Linked DNA regions of Cricetulus griseus: region 2 is linked to region 1. Evidence: chromatin contacts called from public Micro-C data. All regions are on one chromosome and are shown on one strand. Each heading gives the region's core, a stretch centred on a gene start, on an enhancer-like site or on the middle of the called end of the contact. The rest is flanking DNA. Distances are from core to core; before and after follow the strand shown. Region 1 overlaps Eif4g3 (eukaryotic translation initiation factor 4 gamma 3). Region 2 has its middle 18 kb from the start of Eif4g3.

Evidence for each region. Hi-C and Micro-C count contacts between places; a contact is called where the count stands out from the background.
Region 2: a Micro-C map of the CHO-K1 cell line shows a contact between it and region 1, with 5 times the contacts expected there. The contact joins two enhancer-like sites. A contact is called at or near these places in 5 of 8 Hi-C or Micro-C datasets (the CHK-Q cell line, the CHO-K1 cell line, fibroblasts and 1 more).

Annotation. Positions count from the first base shown.
Region 1 is chr2:15,151,798-15,155,945 of CriGri-PICRH-1.0, forward strand. It overlaps Eif4g3 (eukaryotic translation initiation factor 4 gamma 3), which reads right to left. Exons shown (of 34, transcript XM_035439492.1): 32 at 3,284-3,365; 33 at 2,627-2,773; 34 at 1-365. The coding sequence ends at 184. Among named protein-coding and RNA genes, the nearest start is that of Hp1bp3, 17 kb to the left of the region's middle. Within about 2 kb of position 1,669, at least 2 of the 6 cell types and tissues checked have open chromatin away from gene starts, as enhancers often do. A contact at or near this core is called in the CHO-K1 cell line and fibroblasts, where this site is marked.
Region 2 is chr2:15,372,496-15,376,643 of CriGri-PICRH-1.0, forward strand. It overlaps a transcript of Ece1 not described here. Among named protein-coding and RNA genes, the nearest start is that of Eif4g3, 18 kb to the left of the region's middle. Within about 2 kb of position 1,821, at least 2 of the 6 cell types and tissues checked have open chromatin away from gene starts, as enhancers often do. A contact at or near this core is called in the CHO-K1 cell line and fibroblasts, where this site is marked.

The DNA.
Region 1 (4,148 bases), core at 419-2,918:
TGCTGTCTCCTGGTTCCAGCACCTTTATCCTCCATGATCACCTGTTTCCTTTCCCTCTCCCACTCGTGCACACGTGGGGTTTCTGCGAGAGTTGGCCTTGCTGCACTGTGATTGGCGAAGACGTGAAACTTTTTAAAAAAATACTTAAATTGTTTCTTTTGTTTCGTTTGTGTATTTGAAGTATTAGTTATCCTCAGACTCCTCTTCCGCTTCCCGCAGCCACGTGAAAAATGCTGTGACAGATTTGAGGGCCACGCCCTTCCCGTTCTGCTCTGCAGGGTCCTTGCTGCTCTCCCATTTGTAGAAGGCATCCTCTGAGATCACCTCCTCATCATACAGGCAATCAAAAAACATCCGGAGCAAATCTGCAAGTGGGTGAAAACAGCCATTGGTCTGGGCACTGCAGTAGCAAGGGGAAGCAATGGTGTGTGAATGAGTAAGCAATGCAAGCAGTGGACGAATGAATGAATGAATGAATGAATCAACGCAGGGAATGAGTGAATCAACACAACCAACTACTGCTGGCTTCCTAGGACCATGCACCACACGCTCTGGATGGGTGCCGAGGGACGTGGCACCTATTTGCAGAAGAAAACCCTAAGCAGCTACATTACCTTTATACCTTTATTTTATTCAAATCCAATGATGTTCACATACTGGTGAGGCTGTCTCCTATCATGTAGTTACCAAATTAAACAATTTAAAAATTCTAAGGCTGTACTGAAAACAAAGAGTGACTACATGAAAAATGCAGGCCCAGGTGATCTCTGCATTTTGGTATCTTAAATGTCTCAACTTTTTGAACAACTGAAATTATTTTTCTCTTACAGTGGAAACTTGTATTACTACGCAAGAAAGGGATAATGCTGTTAGAGACATTAAACTCCTTTAAATGTAGTTATTCTTCCTTTAAGAGTTCCTTGGAAGAGAGTTCAACCCACAGCACTGCAAGAGAGAAAAAGAAAATTCCTTCATGAAGGTATTTCACTATGTAGCTCTGGCTGGCCTTGAACTTACGGAGATCCGCTTGCCTCTGCTCAGTGAGTGCTGAGATTAAATGTGTGGCCTTTAAGAGTCACTTGTAGTCAGCTTCCTGATCATCACACTAATGGACTCAGCAGTGAATGAATGATAAATGCCAATAAATATGAGAACCAGACAGATTCTTAGTTACATTTTTAGATTAATTTTTTAACTACATTATCTAACACTGAAATAAATCATGCACCCCCCTCCCCAACCCAACTAAAATAAAATAAATAACTCTAGTTGATCTACAGGGGCATGGAGCAAGGCCACAAGTCTGTCAGCTGCAGGTTTCCAAACCAACAGTTCTCAGGATGACTGAGGTCAATATGATTCCTAATGTCAACCAAGCAGTCATTTCATCAGACAGCATCTCATCTGAAAAGCTAGTGTCATCTTCTGCAAGAGCTCAAAAAAGCACGCTGTCCTGTTACATGACCTCACATGATTTTGGGAGAAGGAAAAACAATTACAGTTTTGGATTCAGACTTACGTTCTGAGGATAATTTGTTTTAGCCCTTTCTGTCTCCCAGGAAGATTCAGGGGTACTTTCACTTTCCAAGTTGCGAAAGCCATAACCCAAGCAGTGTCTGGGAACCACTCAAGGCCGTCCCTGAAATAAGCTCCACCCATGTGCACAAACTGCAGTGAATTCCTGAGGGCGTGAATCACTGGCCAGCACCTAACACTAGGGTGTGCGAGTAACTGATGCCTTAGCAAATGCCAGTGGCTCAGGATGCTGAAATCACTGGCCAGCCTCAAAGCTATTCAATATGCTTCTGATATATCCACATAGGGTCAACTAAATACAAGTTAAATAAAATGGAAGATTCAGAACTTAGTCACCACGGCCACAAGCATCTTAGGTGACCAGGTCCCCACAATGAGCAGTGGATTGTATACACATCCACCGTGACACAGGAGGTTCCATCAGATCTGGCCTATGGAGAGGATCCACCTTCTATACCAGGTTTACTTCTTTTCTTTGAGAAGATATGCTCCCCTTGCCCTTAGCCACCCCCATATGCTGGGATGAAGTGCGCTACCTGCATAGTTCAACTAGACTTTTTAAAATTATATTTAAAATTTTATGTGTTTGGGTGTTTTCTGTACATGAACATTAGAGAAAAATACATTTGCTACTGTGCACCAAGTACATGCCTGGTGGCTCTAGAGACCAAAAGAGGGCGCAGGATTTCCAGGAAGTGGAGTTCCAGATGGTTGTGAGTGGCCATGTAGGTGCTGGGAACTGAGCCAATGCTCTTCACAATTGAACTGTACCTTATACCTCTTTAGGCCCTAAACTAGACACCCCAACCCCATCCAGGCTTTTTGAGACAGTGTTTCTTTGTCCAGCCCTGGCTGTCCTGGAACTTGCTCTGTAGACCAAGCTGGCATCTGCCTCCTGCGGGCTGGGATTTAAGGCATGCACCACCACTGCCCAGCTAAACTAGACGTAGCATTTTTCACACAGGTTTTCACATGGTTGATTCTAAAGGTTGCTGCAAGTCGTCCTACTGCCCATGTCCAAACCCCAACTTTCAAGTACTACAAGTTCTCCTTGATAGGTTGGCCTCTCTGTGCCAAGATGGGAACTTACTGGCAGGTTGGTCAAGTTTTACTATTGACGCTTGTAGTGCATAAAGTGCTTGCAGTTCCTTCTCTGTGTCTGAGTCTAGGTACTTGAGTAAGATGGGCACTCTCTGCTTGATCACGGCAGTGTCCACTCGGAAGGTAGGACAGTCAGCTGCAGGGACAGTAGAACCAGAGTCAACACAATTCTGTTGCTCTGAGCACAGCGCATATACACACATCTGGGAAAAGTGAGGTAAGGGGTCCAAAGCAAAGACTGGAATCTGTACATTCTTTTGTGGTACTGGGGATGGGACCACGTGTCTCACATACTAGGCAAGCACTTCCCACCAAGCTGCATCTTCAGCCATTCCTGGCCTTATTTTGCGACAGTGTCTCACTCACTAAGTCGCCTAGTGAGGCCTTAAATATTCTCTGTAGCGGTTGACCCTGCTGCCTCAGCTTTCGAAACAGCAAAGATTACAGGCCTCTGGTACTAGTGCATTTCTAATGGTACATTATATAAAAAATGACATAAAACCTGAAGGGGAAATGCACGTTGAGTGCAGATTCCCCAACTTGCAGAAACTGCAAGTTCCAAGACCATATAAAATCAGATCATGAAATGCAAAGCTGACAATTGTACTTCAGATGCTAGGAACTGCTAACAACAAATGTCACTCACCTATAATAGCTGCTTTGCAAACGGCCGTCATTAAAGCTCTAAGGAATGTAGGCGAACTCATCTGGCTCTCGTCTAGATTAGCCTGGAAATGAAAACAGAAGGAATGTATGTTAGAGCAAGGTGCTTGCACTTGTCGGGAAATGCTGCAGGCAGCCACTCAGGGTTCAGGCACTTCTTCCTCTGTCAATCACACAGCACCATGTACTACGTTCATTTGGAAGTGCAACAGCTGAACAGCAGCATTCCTCAATAATAACCCACAAGAGGAGACCTACCTATCTACATTTAAAAGCAACTGCACCACAGCTGAGTGTGGGTGCTCATGTCTTTTAATTCCAGTACTGGGGGCTTGGGGAGGGGGGAAGAAGAGAGGGCAGGGCAGATGCTCTGAGTTCTAGGCAGCCTGGTCTACAAAGCAGCTTGAGGCCAACCAGGGCTACAGAGTAAGCTGCAGCTACACCAGGAGTGCAGTATAGCCTAGGCCATGCTGTCAGCACTGTGCCACTTCGTCCTTGGACCAACACTGCTGTCATCTTCATCTACAGCAAATGGGGCTCATTTCTAGCCCAGCCTGGAACAAAGCCTTCAGGTGTTGAGAATCTTGTTCCTCTTTTCTAAGGATGTCAAGAAACAGTGCATTACCAGATGTGGATCCACCTTGTTGCTAGGCTTACACTAAGCTGATGTGCAGCAGCAGCAGAAGACAACTGGAGACAATTCCTAAGAAAGTATTTCAAATACTTCAACAGTATCCCACAGTCTTTTCCATCAGAGTCAGTTTGAACAGAGTGCCTGGCAAGAAACCCTGAAGACGTCATTGTCCATTCCTTAGAAAGCTTAGCCATCTAAGGTCGGTGTTGATGGA
Region 2 (4,148 bases), core at 571-3,070, 220 kb after region 1:
GTTGTTGTTTTTTATTTTGTTTTTAGAGACAGGGTTTCTCTGTGTAGCTTTGGAGCCTGTCCTGGCACTCGCTCTGGAGACCAGGCTGGCCTCGAACTCAGAGAGATCTGCCTGTCTCTGCCTCCTGAGCGCTGGGATTAAAAGCATGCGCCACCAACGCCTGGCCACTCCTGTGCATTTCTAATCAACATCAATCAGCTTAACAAATTATTTAAGATGACAGTGTATCGGTCAGGCAATGACACACCTTTAGTTACAGCACTCAGGAGGTAGAAGCAGGCAGATCTCTGTGAGTTTGAGGCCAGCCTGGTCTACAAAGTAAGTTCTAGGACAGCTGCTGTGACACGGAGAGACCCTGTCTCAAAAAAAAAAAAAAAAAAGATATGTTTCAGAACATCTGTTTATGCTGCATTTGTTTAACAGTGTAAAGAAAGATGTGCTGCTGCTCCCCTTGCCTGCCTAAGGCATCTGATTGTTCTAATAAAAAGCTGAATGGCCAGTAGCTAGGCAGGACAGGGATAGGTGGAGCTTGTGGGCAGAGAGAATGTGTAGGAGGAATCTAGGCTCCAGAACAGAAAATGGGAGGAGAATAAGAGGGAGACACCTGGGGTCAGCCTGTCAGGCAGCCGCCAAGCAGCCATGGAGGAAGCAGCGAAAGCTGGACATACAGAATGAAAGAAAGGTAAAAGGCCCTGAGGCAAAATGTAGATGGAGAGAAACAGGTTAATTTGAGTTGTAAGAGCTAGTGGGACAAGCGTACGATAATGTCAAGCATTCATAATTAATAATAAGTCTCCTTGTCCTGATCTGGAAGCTGGTTTGTGGCCCAAGAGAAAGCCTGTTACAATGACAATGACAACTAAGTGGCTGTAGTGTCCACCAGTCCCGAAGCTCTCACCCAGCACCACACCCACTCACATAGGCACTCTCTCCCCGATAAGTACATTGGGGTTCTGCTTGTGAGTATGCTGGAGTTACAGTTTAGCTTGGGGGGACATTGGAATCATTTACAGCATGGACCTTTCTGGGCACGGCCAGGCTATGCCTCTGCGCTTCTTCTCATCTCCGAGTGAAGCGGTGCAGCTCTTTGTGAAGCCATTTGACCTTAGGCCCATTGCTGTACTGGAGTCTGGGAGTATTTAAAGGCTTCTCTAATCCCTCTAAGCACAGTATACCCTGCTGGCTCTCTGGTTCACAGTTAATGACTTCAGATCATTTACATTTCCCAGTTATTCTGAAGACAGGGCTCTGTTGTCTCCACGGTCCTCAGCTGGAAGGGCAAGCTCGAGCCCTGCATGAGGAGGGCCACTGCTGATGACGGCAGAGAAGCGACATGGGGGCTCAGGACTCAGGGCTGGGGACCAAGAGGCCATCTGTTCTCTTGGTTGTTGGGAAAGGGGTCTGTTAAGAGTACCGATGAGGCAGGCAGCGGTGGCGCATGCCTTTAATCCCAGCACTCAGGAGGCAGAAGCAGGTGGATCTCTGAGTTCGAAGCCAGCTTGTTCTACAGAGTGAGTTCCAGGACAGCCAAAGCTCTAGAGGAAACGCTGTCCCAAAAGAACAAAACGGTACTGATATCTGCAGGCTGGGGCCTGGGGGACATTGGGAATCTGACAGGAGATGTTATGTGTCCCTTCTTGGGAAAGGGGTGGGCAGCAGCCGGTGCCACCTCTGTCCCATACATTCCTGGGTGTGATGCCATCAGGAGCCAGGAGAGAGGCCTGGAGCATTCTTCCTGACACCTCAAGAAGGACCCAACCCTGTCAACACTTTGATCTTGGTCTTTGAACCTCCAGAACTATGAGATAATGAATTTCTGTCATGTTAGTCAGCGAGTTTGTGGTTTCTGTGTTGGCTCAGCAAACCCACACACCCTAGTTGGAAATAGAAGCCTGTGTGGACTAGGAGGCGAGAAAGGGCTTCCTGGAGGAGTTGCTATTGTGTGGGGCCTTGAAGGACGGGAAGGAGTTTAAGAGGCAGAGAAGCCAAGGGAGGTCCATCTCATGCTCCCACAGGAAACACATCACCCAATAAGATCGAACATTCATACACATGGCACTTGGTACAAGTACTTTATTTTAATTACAATAGTGCCACACCAAAACTACAGTAGCACAAAACATAATAATACAAAAAATAGATTCCCCAGCTCCAAACCCTATGTCCTTGTACCTGCAGGGAAGCTCCCAGGCTTGAGAGCAGGGGTCTTTCTGAGAGCAGCTGCCCTTCTCACTTCTGCCTTCCTCAAATCTCTGGAGGGCGCAGGGCGGGGGTGGGGGTGGGAGGTGGGGCCGGTGGCTGCCGCTTTTGTACCCATCCATCTCTGCTCAGCCTGGGCCTTTCTGCTGCGGCTGCCTTGCACCCCCTGAGCAGTAACTGTATTGCTGAACCCCAGCTCAGGATCCTGCTTCTACATACCCGTGCTGGCCTCTTTCCAGGACTGCCTCTCCACAGGGAGGCAAGAGGACGGAGCAGGAGGGGCAGAGGCTGTGGGCCCAGAAGGCCCACCTCCATGTGGCAGGGCATGGTTCCACTCACCTTCCTACTTCCTGTGTAATCTTTCCCAGAAGAGCTACGAGACCTTGAACATGCTTACAGGGATCAGGGACATTGTCAGGGGCCAGTTTGCAGCTCCCTGCCCCAGGGCTAAGGCTAACCCAAAACGAGCAGGGCCAAGTCAGCATTTCTGGGCTTCCTGGCCAAGAAGGACTACGGTATGGGGGAGGGGGGTGCTGTGCAATGTGGGAGCATGGCCTGCCAAGTGGTGTCACCACTGGACTCACAGCTCACAGAGGCTTGCCTCCCTACAGCCATCATGAGAACCACAGTGAGCGCCACCTAGCGGGAACCCATACATCTACTATCGGGTGACTTCCCTGTAGGCCAGATGGGGCTGGGAACCTTTCATCCGAAGCCTCCTCTGGCTCACAGACGCTCCCCCAACCCCCATGAGAGGAAACCCGCCACCTAAAAGAACTGGTTTAATTCAACTCCAGTGCCAAGGGAGGCTGGAAGCCTGAGAGAGGTCAACAGTTCCCAGCACTGGCCATCTGGAATGGCTGCCCCATAGGCAAGCTGGGATGGTAACCCTCCTGGGAGAGGGGCTATGGTGTTGGCTTTTAGTCAGGACACTTGGGATTCCATGGAGAAAGCCAAGGGCTTCAGGCAGGGGCTGCCTCCTTGGTGGAGTTCAGGGGCCACAGCCTCGGTTAAGGCACTAGAGAATGGGTCCTGGGAACCAGGCCAGGCAACTCTGGGCTACAGAGCTTGGAGAAAGAACTGGACTACTTTCCCTTTTCCTTTATCATGGTGCCAAGGGTCAGCAAAGCAGACCACTTCAGGATATTGGAATTGCTACAGAGAGGCCACAGGTCCCCAAGGCCAGAAGAGGTGGGATGGAAAGAAAGACATCTTCGGAGAACAGTGTGCATCTAATGGGGGGGGTGTCTCAGTCCCAAGGGGCTCCTATGGTCTAGTCCAGATTGCTCAGGGGCCCCATAGGAGGCCCCTACTCTGGCCTCGTCGTGCTGCCACAGCTATCAACTTTGGGTATCAGCCCATCCTTGTTGGGGTTCCTATGGCTGGATTCCAGAGACAGGGCCGGTGAGCTGAGAAGGTCACACCCAGAAGGTAGGCCTCTCAGCTGGCTCCTCCCTCTGCCTGGCCTGCATCTCCTGTCTGCACGGGTGACTACAGAAGCAATCACCCCAACAATGGGCTAAAGTAGTGCTCAAGCATGGGGGCTTGCTCAGCAGCCTGGGGTCCCCTGGGGTGAATCAGTGGGGCTTCCTTTGTCCACAGATTACTTAGAAAAAGAGAACATAATAAATATACTAGTCTTTCCTTAAAAAAAAAAAAGTGTTTTAAATGCATTTTTCCCTGAAGATTTCCAGTGTATTCCATAATGCTTAAAAAATAGTCTCCCCAAAAATATATCTTTAAAGCATTTGACACAGTGGTATTGTGGTATAACTGGCATTGAAAGTGGACGAGGGACTGTGTCCCATGGCCGTTGTCAGTGTGAGGCCCAGCAGCTGGACACATAAACGCCCCCCAGCATCACACATGGGTGTCTGGGATGCCAGGTCCTCACGGGGGTCAGATCTTGGGTTCAAGCTATGACCCTCCATCAAAGGCTTAGACAAGAT